3 separate regions of the Zea mays genome follow, and all the other regions are linked to region 3. Evidence: chromatin contacts called from public Hi-C data. All regions are on one chromosome and are shown on one strand. The core of a region is the stretch at or near the end of the contact, and the rest is flanking DNA. Distances in the headings are between cores, read along the strand shown.

What was found. Hi-C and Micro-C count contacts between places; a contact is called where the count stands out from the background.
Region 1: a Hi-C map of endosperm shows a contact between it and region 3, with 2.6 times the contacts expected there. The contact joins the promoter of LOC100276627 here to the promoter of LOC100275303 in region 3. A contact is called at or near these places in 4 of 25 Hi-C or Micro-C datasets (ear, endosperm, leaf and 1 more).
Region 2: a contact with region 3 is called in a Hi-C map of bundle sheath, with 2.9 times the contacts expected there. The contact joins the promoter of LOC100272836 here to the promoter of LOC100275303 in region 3. A contact is called at or near these places in 4 of 25 Hi-C or Micro-C datasets (bundle sheath, endosperm, leaf and 1 more).

What each region holds. Positions count from the first base shown.
Region 1 is chr1:66,855,959-66,859,581 of Zm-B73-REFERENCE-NAM-5.0, forward strand. It overlaps LOC100276627 (non-specific lipid transfer protein-like 1), which reads left to right and starts at 2,261. Exons shown (of 3, transcript XM_008658189.4): 1 at 2,261-2,872; 2 at 3,218-3,241. The coding sequence starts at 2,509.
Region 2 is chr1:66,492,002-66,495,607 of Zm-B73-REFERENCE-NAM-5.0, forward strand. LOC100272836 reads right to left here and starts at 2,307. Exons shown (of 2, transcript NM_001147289.1): 1 at 1,420-2,307; 2 at 1-540. The coding sequence starts at 2,244. The coding sequence ends at 238.
Region 3 is chr1:66,702,852-66,706,653 of Zm-B73-REFERENCE-NAM-5.0, forward strand. It overlaps LOC100275303 (zinc finger CCCH domain-containing protein 15 homolog), which reads right to left and starts at 2,272. Exons shown (of 2, transcript NM_001331166.1): 1 at 2,108-2,272. The coding sequence starts at 2,227.

The sequences.
Region 1 (3,623 bases), core at 1,011-3,510, 150 kb after region 3:
TTTAAACTAGGGAAAACCCTGAAAGCCAAAAACTCTTGTACCAGGTCTCTTGTACTGATATGCTCTGAAATAATTCTGAACTCATCTAACGCTTGTTGGGTTATACCTTCTGGTGCCATGTTGCAAAGAGGTCGGGTTTCTCCGAAGATTAATTCAAGCGGACTCTGCACAAGCTTCTCCTTGTTGTCATCAACCTTGACATAGAACCACTCCGACTTCCAGCCTGCTGCCCATTTGCTTCGGTAGCTGATTACAGGAAACTTTGTAGTTTTCCGATAAGCAAAATTATAGCAACCAAAATTGTCATGCAATCCATCTTTCCTGGCCTTCGTCTGATAGTGCAGCTCGTGAACCCGGCAAAAGCTGTCAGCAAACGGTTCCACCGCTTGGCTTCGGAGAGCCCAGATATAAACATTGAGCCTAACGATAGCGTTAGGAGTCAGCTGATGAAAGTAGATTCCAAACCTTTCCAATATTTCTGCAATAATCCCATTCAGGGGGAATCTCAACCCAGCCTTTAGAAAGCTCTTGAAGATAACTATTTCATCTTTCTCTGGCTTCGGGGTAGTTTCTTACCCCCCGAAGCGAAGTAGCTTCTTCTGATTTTCACTGAAAAAACCCGACTTTACCATCTTGGAGAGATCAGCCTTCGAAACAGTAGACTTCCCGAAGTCCAAGTGGCTGGGCTTACTTGGCATCGCAATACGATAATCATCTTCAGGATCGGTTTCCTCAATGTTTTCCTCAATGTTCTCTTCTTCTGCTTCGGCAGTTGCTTGTTTTGCTTCAGCAGTGGGGATTTCTTCCGAAGTTACCAGCCCGGATCGCTGCATTGCTTCGGAGATGGGAACAGTCTCCGAGCCTTCAGCTTCGCCTCCCTCACGTTCAACCCTAGCGGTAGAACGTACTCTGACCATTTAATTCTGAATTTGTGGGAATTGAATATTGTTTTTTCCGAAGTTCCTTTTTCTGACGAAGCAGGCTTCAAGCTGGAGCTTCGTTCGAGTCCGAGAGTGAAGCTTCGGCTATGGTTAAAAATTTTGGCAACAAAACAGTGCAAGTAGCAATGAATGCTGTGGTAACTTCACACCTACTCGTCTGTTTATATAGTATTGCAGGTAAGAAGGCGAAGCGCCAGGATTTTTACACCAAGCGGACAGCCGCTTGTACTCGCTGCGCGGTGGACCGCAGAGACCAAACAGTAACTCTGCAAGGTGGGACCGTTACGCTCTTGGAAGCTGAATCGTTTCTCGACAACGAGCTCAGGGAAGGTGTTTTTTGGACCTTCGGCTTCCCGAAGCTTAAGAGACTTTTTCACGGTTCAAGCTCGTTACGAAAAACGATCTAGCGCCGTGAAAGGGGCTACTGTTGGGACCATGCTTCGTCGCCGAAGGTCTTGTAGGGAGAAGCAGCTTCGACTGAAGCTGTTCGCATGAGATGACCGAAGGTTCCTCCTCATGAAGCTTCGGAATTGCAAACCGACTTAAAAGTAGAATGACCTTTCAGTCCATAAATGTTTGGGTCGCTGTTGTAATCCCCTATGAGGGACATAATTGTAATTCCTCACAGACTGTATCCCGTGCCTATAAATAGTGAACAGTACTCCCTTACTGTTCACACTTTCCTGTTTTCTGCAATCACATCATTCGGGAATCAACCTTTGCCAAGGCAGAGGTATTATTGTATCCAATACTTAAATATATTGAATGGATATTATATGATTCATTTACCTCTGATACTCTATACTTTATGTTATTTCATACAATTTATTAAAATCCGATTACGAAGACTTAACCTTCGTAATCATATTGTTGCCCACCTTCGTCCAGAGTTTATTATCCCCGAGGGAATAATGCTTCGTTGGACGAAGGATATTAACATTTAACATTTCATGTTGTCTTGTTCTTAATTCATAGCATTTGAGAACAAGCCCCCAACACAATACTTCAGTTTTGAAAACAGAGATTTTACCCAGCTTGCCAAACACCATTATGTATATAATACTGCAGTATTTGAGAATACTGCAGTATTCTTCCAAAACTGCAGAAAAACTTTGTTCCCAAACACCCCCTAAAACTGTGTTTTGTATGTCTGTTTGCACTAGAGTAGTGGATTTAGTTTCAAAACAAGTAAAGTAAACCGTTGGAGAGAGAAAACGAGAGGGGGAGGCAAAAGATGTGAGAAATTGTTGTTACAGGATGTTTTCGTCGTAGGTGAAGCTCTTTTAATATTTTTTATTAGTTATAGATAGACGTAGATATGTAGAATGTAGAGAGATAGAGAGAGAGGAGAGATAATAGAAGTCGAGAACAAGTTAACACGGGAAAGCACAAAGCACCCATGATTCCAGTTCATGCCAACCTCGCCGCCGTGGACCGTTGCCATCTGTGCATCTGGATTCCATAAAGGCACGCGTGCCCTGACCTCTCCACACCCCGCGTCCCACCAACTTCCATTCCCTACCGCCCGCCCACCCCACTCCACTCCGCTCCTCCCACTCGAGCCATCATGGCCCTCGCCTCCCGCGCCGCCGCAGCCGCCGTGGCGTGCGTCCTCCTGGCGCTCGCCGCCTCCGCCGCGGGGGCGGGCTCCAACTCCCCTGCACCGGCGCCGGCGGTGGACTGTATCTCCCAGGCCGCCAGCCTGATCGACTGCATCGACTACGTCCAGAAGGGGAGCAGCGCGCGCCGTCCGTCCGCTGCCTGCTGCGGCGAGGTCAAGACCGCAGTGGCCAGCCCCGTCATCGTGGGCTGCCTCTGCTCCCTCGCCGGCTCCAACTCCAGTAACCTGGGCTTTCCCATCGACATGAAGCGCGTGCTGGCGCTCCCCGGCGCGTGCGGCGCGTCCAACGCCGCCTTCAGCAAGTGCAACAGTGAGCACCACCCGAGCCTTTCCTCATCCTTGCTTCTCCCCGAGCAGTTTCCCTCTTAAATTCCGTCATATCTCATCATGTGTCCCCCCCCCCCCCCCCCCCCCCAAAAAAAAAAAAAACTTAGTACTGTGCCATCTCCTCCAAAAAATTTCCTTACACCTCGAGAACCCATGCCTAAATCACGGGTTTCTTTTCTTCGGATTTTACCGCTCCTTTGATTTCTCTTAGAAGGATTTTATGTAGTGTAGATAAAGGTCCCTTTTTTTGATAAGTTAGTTTGGTTTTCCCTTTTGCTACTCTAAGCAATTTCGATATGATCTAACAGTTCCACTCTTTTGCTTGCAGTTTCCGCGCTTCCCCCAACCGAAGGTAACTCTATGCCTCACTATCAGTTTCACTGTCTTTTCTTTTACGTCCGTCTAATCTCTGTGTAACGACATGCGCCTTTATTACACTCTATGATTTTTAGGAACAATCGGCACATATTAGTACTTAGATTATGCTCTATGAATTTTTGCAGTGTTACGCCTGTTTAGAACTTTAGATCTTCAAGTATGAACAGAACAAATATATGCTAGAACTGTACAATAACTTCAACTGGGAAAAAACAAGATCTGAATTTTTTAGCTGTCCGTTTTCCAAGAATAAAGTTTTTGTTTTTTTAAAAAAAATGGAAGAAAAAACAGAATTCTTAGCTGTCACAAGAGTATAAATGTGTTTTGTCTTTCTTCTGCTAGAAAAGAAGCTGATG
Region 2 (3,606 bases), core at 1,057-3,556, 210 kb before region 3:
AGTTGCCTATCGACTACTTGACCAACACACATCTACACCAAAATGAGGGCAAGTAACATATCATACATCATGTGTAATGTGCACTATAAGACCACATTAACAAAAAAACACAATTACTCAGCTTGTCATTACAAATACTCAAAGAATCAAGTGTACAATACAAATAAAAAATCATAATATACTATCAACACCTTCATGGTCTTCAGTTTATTATGGAGGTCTTTGTTCACAAAGCATTCAAGGATAGACCTCGATGATGACTGATACGTCACCGATGACGGGTAGAATTTTGTAGTCTTTGAATCCAGCTTCAATGAAGATCTTCTTCCACTCTTGCTCATCACGCTCAACTCCGTTAACCGCCATCATATACAAATCAAACATAACTTGTGTCTCTTGATGCTTTATGTTTGACTGTTTATATCCAACTACCACGTCCAAGATTATTACCTTCCCACCTGCATCCCGTGGAGATATGGCTTGCTTGCAATTCTTCAATATCTTGACACACTCATCGTCACCCCAGTCATGTAGAGTTTTCTGGCATAGATTTCATCAAGTTAATTGATAGATGATGAACAAAAGGGTTCTTGGTGTTTGGATTCAAAGATAATAACATGTATGTTTATGATGTTAGAACTATTTACTTCTACTTTTTTCGTCCCAAATTAAGGGTTCATTTGGTAATATTGGAACATTAGAATCGCTGCCAAATTAAATAGAAGTGTTGCATAGTGTTTTGTTCTAGAAACATTTGAAAGGACTCTTCTATTTTGCACTATATACATATATGTCAAAAGTTCCTAGACTAGTTTCGGGACGATTCAGTGTTTGCTATACACTAGTGATCATAGTTTTCTTAAATTATGATTTTCTAAGTGCAACAAAATATAATAGGGTATATTTAAATTTTTTCTTGTCCACTCGAAGTTCAGAATTTTTTTGAAGCTTATTTTCATTTATACGATTGTTTATATAAAATGCATTTTGTGGAAATAGGAATCCACCCACACAAACAAAACGGTTTTATAAACTGATTCTAATTGATTACCCAAAATATTTTATGAGGGGATTTATATCTAAATCCCTACAAAACATAGTCTGAATAAAATTATAGAGTTGTTCTAAAGTCAAACTATTTTATTTGAACAAATCTTTTAAAATATAGCATTATTATTAGTATCATTGATACATCATAAAATATATTTTTATAGTATGCATGTTCGGTGTTATAGATATCGTTACTCTATACTGTAAAATAAAATTTTAAATTATTTTTGGACGGGAGAGGCATCTCGCCCAAGACAAGACAAAACGATAGTCAAAACTTTGAAGTTTGACCATGGATCTCAAAATGCAAACACATTGAGAAATGGAGCCATGGAGGAGGGAGCAGTCAGCAGTGACGACGGATGGTACCTTGAGGAAAACAGCGGTTGCAGGTGGAATACTCTCAAACATATTGCCTGCGACGAAGTGCACGTTGCCATCAGACGGAGCACCGGCGACAACGTGCGGGAGGTCAAGCACGCTGCACTTGAGGTGGGGGAAGGCGGCGGCGATGGCGGCGGCGGCGCCACCATGGCCACCACCGACGTCAACCAACGAGTCGATCCCACGAAACGTCTCGCCGCACTCCCTCAGCACAATTGGCATGAGGAAGCGGCTGTCCGCGGCCATGCCTTTGTTCAGCAAGGCGTTTACGTCGTCAGCATGTTCCCAGATCGTTGGGGTCTGCCGGAACGCCAGGCCATACGGGGACGGCTCGTGCTGCTCCTGCCGGAACCACGCGGAGATACCCAGGGCGTGCGGACAGGCAGCGATAGGCTGGAGCGCCAGACTCACAAAGGGAGCCAAGGTCGCCGTGCTCACCTCGTCGCTGACGAGGAAGCGGGAGGCTGCCGTCAACCTGTAGACGACGACAGCTTCGTCGTCCGACGTGTGGACGGTTGAATTATCACCACCACCTGCTGGTGGTTGCTCGACGCTGAAGATGCCCGTGACGGTGAGCACGCGCATGAGGCGGCGAAGGGCGCGAAGCTTGCTTGGGTGGAGCGCAGTCTCGGCGAGGATCTGGAGAAGGGTGGCGCCGCCGGCGCCGTGGTGGTGGATCGCGTCGGGGATGCGGAGGTCCAGCGCCACGGCGAGCGCGAGCGATTTGGCGAAGCACAGGGAATGGTGCAAGAGCTCGTCGTGAGCTTGGAGCAAATCATGGCTACTACTCTCCTGCATGATGAGTGCCATCGTTCCCACTTCCCACGTACGTAGCTATGCCTATACACTGCTGTGCTGGCCAATGGCTAATTGGTTGTGGGTGACTGCAGAGACGGATGGAACCTGGTGTTTATTTATAGTGTTCTGCTTTTCTACGACTGCAGCGTAGCATCCATGCACATGCATCAATCGATCAATCGATCAATGTTTTAATAATGGTTCTTTCTTCGAAGCTGTGCCCGTTTGGGACGGCTTGTTGAGCAGCTCCACGAGCCGGGGAACGGTTTCACCAGCCAAAGGCGATTTTGCCGCTGATGCTTAGACATGACGTATCCAGTAACCATAACACCAAAATGGGAAATTTATGACGGTCAACTTATGTCCGACGGTTTTTTTTGACGACCGCCCTTATCTGTGTCGGACATAAGTTCATACGTTCGACGGCTTGTCATAAGCCGTCGGCAAGACGCTTATGCCGACAGCTGTCAGACAGATCGTTGGACTGTCATACAAGCCGTCGGAAATAAAGAATTTTAAGTCCGCGGCGCCCGACCGTACCGTTTCATTTCGCACGTAAGCCACTTGACCAGCACCGCCGTTACGCCGGGCGGGAGCCATCCTCGACGGAGCCATCAGCGCCCGCCCACGCTAGCGCCCACCTCGCCCCCACTGCCTCGTCGGCTCCAACGCTCGTCCAGCCCTACGTCACCCACCAGCGGCCACACCGATCTCACCATCGGCTAAGTGAGTAATTTTATTTTGTAGTATAATTTTGTAGATGTATAAATTATTAAATGAATTTTAGTATTAAATTATTTGTATATTAAATATTGTTGAGTTTGTTATGTTCGACGACCGGAATTTGATTATGTAATTAAATTAGCTTGTTTTAGTTTATTTAGTGGTGCTTAGATAATTTAAACTTTTAATTTCCTAGGGTTTAATTCCGCCCCCAAAATAAGGTCATTTTATATGATTTATGGTCCCGTAACAATGTTTTTTCGTATATAATATTTTATTGGTGGTTTATTAGTTGAATTATATAATAATGTACGATGGTTCTAGTTATTCGTAGTGTATCGTAGTGTCATCAAACGACACCTACACGTCACCCGTTTCGGGCCAACACACCTCACATGTGACGCATCTGATGTGTGTTGGGCTGGAATTGTCCCTTTATTGGACAACCTCGGGGTGACCGACATTGCTCGTGTTTATGATAAAGGCATGTGTCCCTGTATAGTTTTGGCACTATAACCCCTATGTTCTCCAATTGCACCATTTTTCAAGCGTGCGAGTGGAGAACAACAGGGTTATGTTGTCGAAATTTCGCACGAGCACATGCCTTGTCATAAACACAGGCTTGTCGGTCATCCTGGGTGGATTTAGGAC
Region 3 (3,802 bases), core at 1,022-3,521:
CCTACGGACACACCTGAAAAGCCACCATAAGTTTATGTTGAGAGACAACACACTACCCAGGTATCACCTTGCCATGCAATCCAAGCATGCTCGTTTATCTTCTTTTCTTGTGAAGACAAAGTCAATCTAACTAGAGTGTTTGCCCTACAGATCACTAAATGATATTCACTCTTCCTAAAGAAAGTGTTGGCTATCAACCTATCAAAAACTACCACAAAGTCCAAGACTTCCTCTCCCTCCTAATTCCTACTACCATACCCAAAACCTCCATGAACCGCCTTGAAACCTGCATTTGTTGTACCTACATGCCCATTGAGATCTCCTATGAAAAGCTTCTCGCTAATAGGTATAGCTCTAATCATGTTATCTAAGTCTTCACAAAAAGGCCCTTAGCACTTTCATCTTGGCCTACTTAGGGGGCATACGTGCTAATTACGTTCAAGACTAAATCATCCACGACAAGCTTCACTAAGATAATCTTTCTCCTTGTCTTCTCACATCCACCACACACTAGGCTCTTATCAATCAAAACTCTTACTACATTTCTATTTGCAGCCGTCCCTATGTATCAAAGCTTGAAGCCAGTATTGTTCACCTCCTTCGCCTTTTGACCCTTTCATTTAGTCTCTTGAATGCATAAGATATTTTACACGCCTCCTAGTCGATGTCTCAACTAACTCTCTTAACTTACCTGTAAATGATGCTACATTCCAACTACCTAAATGGATCTCAGTTAGTCCGACTAGCTTCCTTACCCTTCGCACCTGTTGGTGATGTAAAGACCCTTGCACATTTTTACTACACTCGGGCGCCGATGTAGCGACGTAGCACACAACTAAGGAAGCAGCGACTCGATCCTTATATAACATCGTGCCCAAATCACAACACGACGCGTCACCAAAGGGATGTTGAATCAACCCTTGCCCATTTAACACCATGCTCGGGTTCTGATATGGAGCGTCACTAAGAGAGTTACATAGAGACATGTCATGGCTCAAGCAGTGAACTGCCAGATGACAACATAACCTCAGGGTATGACAATAACAAAATTCTCCCTACACTTAGCATGGACATCAATAGCCAGAGCCAGAAAAGACCATAAGGACTGTGTACAGGAATATACAGTGTTTGAAAAATGTATGCTTCCAGTATAGATTGAAATATAGTGCACAAATTTGGCAAGCCTATTTGGTACTTGAGCAATAAGAATGGTGGTAATTGGAAGCCTGCGTCCATGCAGCCGGGCTCACGCGAGCATGGCCCAGCACATACGCCGCTTTCACGCGTATCCCCAGGTGCAGGTTAAAGACTTCCGCAAATACATAATCTGCACCGATGCATGCGTGCTCAACCATCTCCATGCGGGCAACTGGATACATTTAGAGGCCCAGTCAACGCATGTAGTGAGCCAGGCTACCACGGGACGCACAACCAAACAGAAACAGGCAAACACACGCAATGTGAATTGTGAAGATGAAGATAAGAATGAAACAATAATAGCTCCTCATTCTTGGTAAGGTTACAATAAAACAGTAACACTGCCTCCCTTAAAGATGACCACACAGTTTAGAATATCAATATATAATCAAAACAAGAATGAATAAATTAAACAGAAACTGTAATTATTCAATAACTGAAAAAACAACCAGCTTAAACTGGGATGGCTATTTAGACACTTGTGTTCGTTTGTTACGAATATGATATATGTTTCCCGTTTCAATTAACAGTTCCCCATCTATCTGTATTTGTATGCATATCTGGTAAGAAACAGAAGTACGAACTATTCTGTGTATCACAAGATTTCACGATTATTTAGGCAACCTAAACGGATAAATGAAATGGAATGTATTCTCGTGCTTCTATAACGATGAATTGTCAGAGTAAATCCGCTGGCGTCGTAAACGTGTCGCATATTTGCCACGCGAATGAAGCTTAATCCAGCAAATCAAAATCACATCTACTTGTTCAGCTTAGTAAACGGGAAATCCCTAGAGATACAAATCTAATCCAGCTACTGGCCCGACGGACAGGAAACTAGATCGAACCCTAAATTGATGGTAAAAGAAGTAGGCGAAGCTTTATTGGGGGTAAGGGAGGAAGGAAAGACCTTGCGCTGCTTCCAGGAGAGGAATTGTGCTGCAGATATTGGCTGCGCCCTTGCCGTGGTTGCGGGCTCGCCGGTGGCGGGCAGCGGCGGGGGAGTACCCTCTGCTTCCTCCGCTCCCATCGCGAGAATATGCGAATCTCTGGGGAAAGGGAAAACGGCTGGATTACCGAGAAAAAAAAACTACGAAACGGATCAGGCCCTAATCAAACCGGAAAGCCCTGTTGTTGAGGGCGCCTTTGTTGAGTTCCTACCAAAACGTATTTTGGGCTTACGAGGCACCTTTTGGGAGAGGCCCGCTACCTAATTCTTTGAACTCTGCTCATTGATTCTTTGATGAAGTGATTCTATTCCTAAGAGAAAGCACGGTTAGAAGGTGATGAGAATTCCATCATAATACGGAGCTTGGTGAAGCACATTTTTTAGCTCCCAGCATGAATGAAGAAATAATTCTCGTATGATCCCTACTTAATACGGACTTTTGGCAGAGCTCCGCTACATAATTATCTAGCTTCGAGTGTTGATTCTTTAATATAATAATTTTGAATAATTCTCTAGCAGAAGTGAATCCATCTGATAAAATTTGTTTGGCAAATAATTTGTAAAGTGAGTGGGGAGCAAGTTATGAGTGACGAGAAGCTAGTTTTTTTACTCTCACTTTCTAGTACAAAAGGAGACTGCATTCACTCTGCCTCCGATAGTAGTTCCGTTTTTTGTCGTTTGGCTGTGCGGAACTCGAAAGTGATTTGATTTTCGCTGAAAGTGGAGCTATGTGAGCTCCGCCAAACGTCCTCTTAGAGCTTTTTTGGTTAGGGATAGATTGAAGGTAATTGGAGATATTTAATCCTCGCCTCAGATTCGAATGGAACCGAACAAGGTTTAGCTGTTTGGCTTGGGAACAAGGTTTAGTTGTTTGGCTTGGGAACTTTGCCAAATGGCCCATGAGCCTCCATACTCACATGAACGTTTTAAATCTAATATAGTGGTGAACATTTTAATAAAGTCAGTATTTTTTCGTCTCTGGTAGAATCCCTACTACTACGAAGAACGCAAGAGGTAGGCTGCCACCTTTGGTTCTGTCTCCCATGAATGTACACCGTTATTGCCCACGCCATCCTGTCGCCCCCCTCCCCCGATATTGCGTCGTCCCTCCCCACGCGCGGTGTAACTGACCTCGCTCCAATCGCTCGCCTACGACCATCGTGCCACACCTCTCCACCATCGACGACGACCCTCACCATGTGCGGTCACCTTCCTCACACGCATCTCCCGCCCGTGCCACCACTCCTACTGTAGGAAACGGTGACGTCTAAAAGGTGGTGAATTAGAACTTCTAAAAACTATTCTCTAAACTAGGCCACAATTAAATCCATAGAGTAAAACATATGCAAATTAACAATTTAGAATGTGCAAACTAGGTTTTTTTGTAAGTATCGCTATCTAGTCTAAGTTTTAATCCTAAATATTTGTCGGCGTTTTGGACCCGCGAGGACCCTCAACCGACTAGTGAATTTGTCGTTGCGTGCCCCTGCCCAGATGGGTTGATGCAAGATGAAACACAAGAGGGCGGATGAGGCTTATATTATCTTGCACCGGGGTGCTCGTAGTAGGGGTTACAAGCGTCGCGAGAGAGAGAGAGGGTCTGGCCCTGAGGTGAGCTGTCTGAGTTAGCCTCCTCCGCGTTTCTCCCACTCTGTC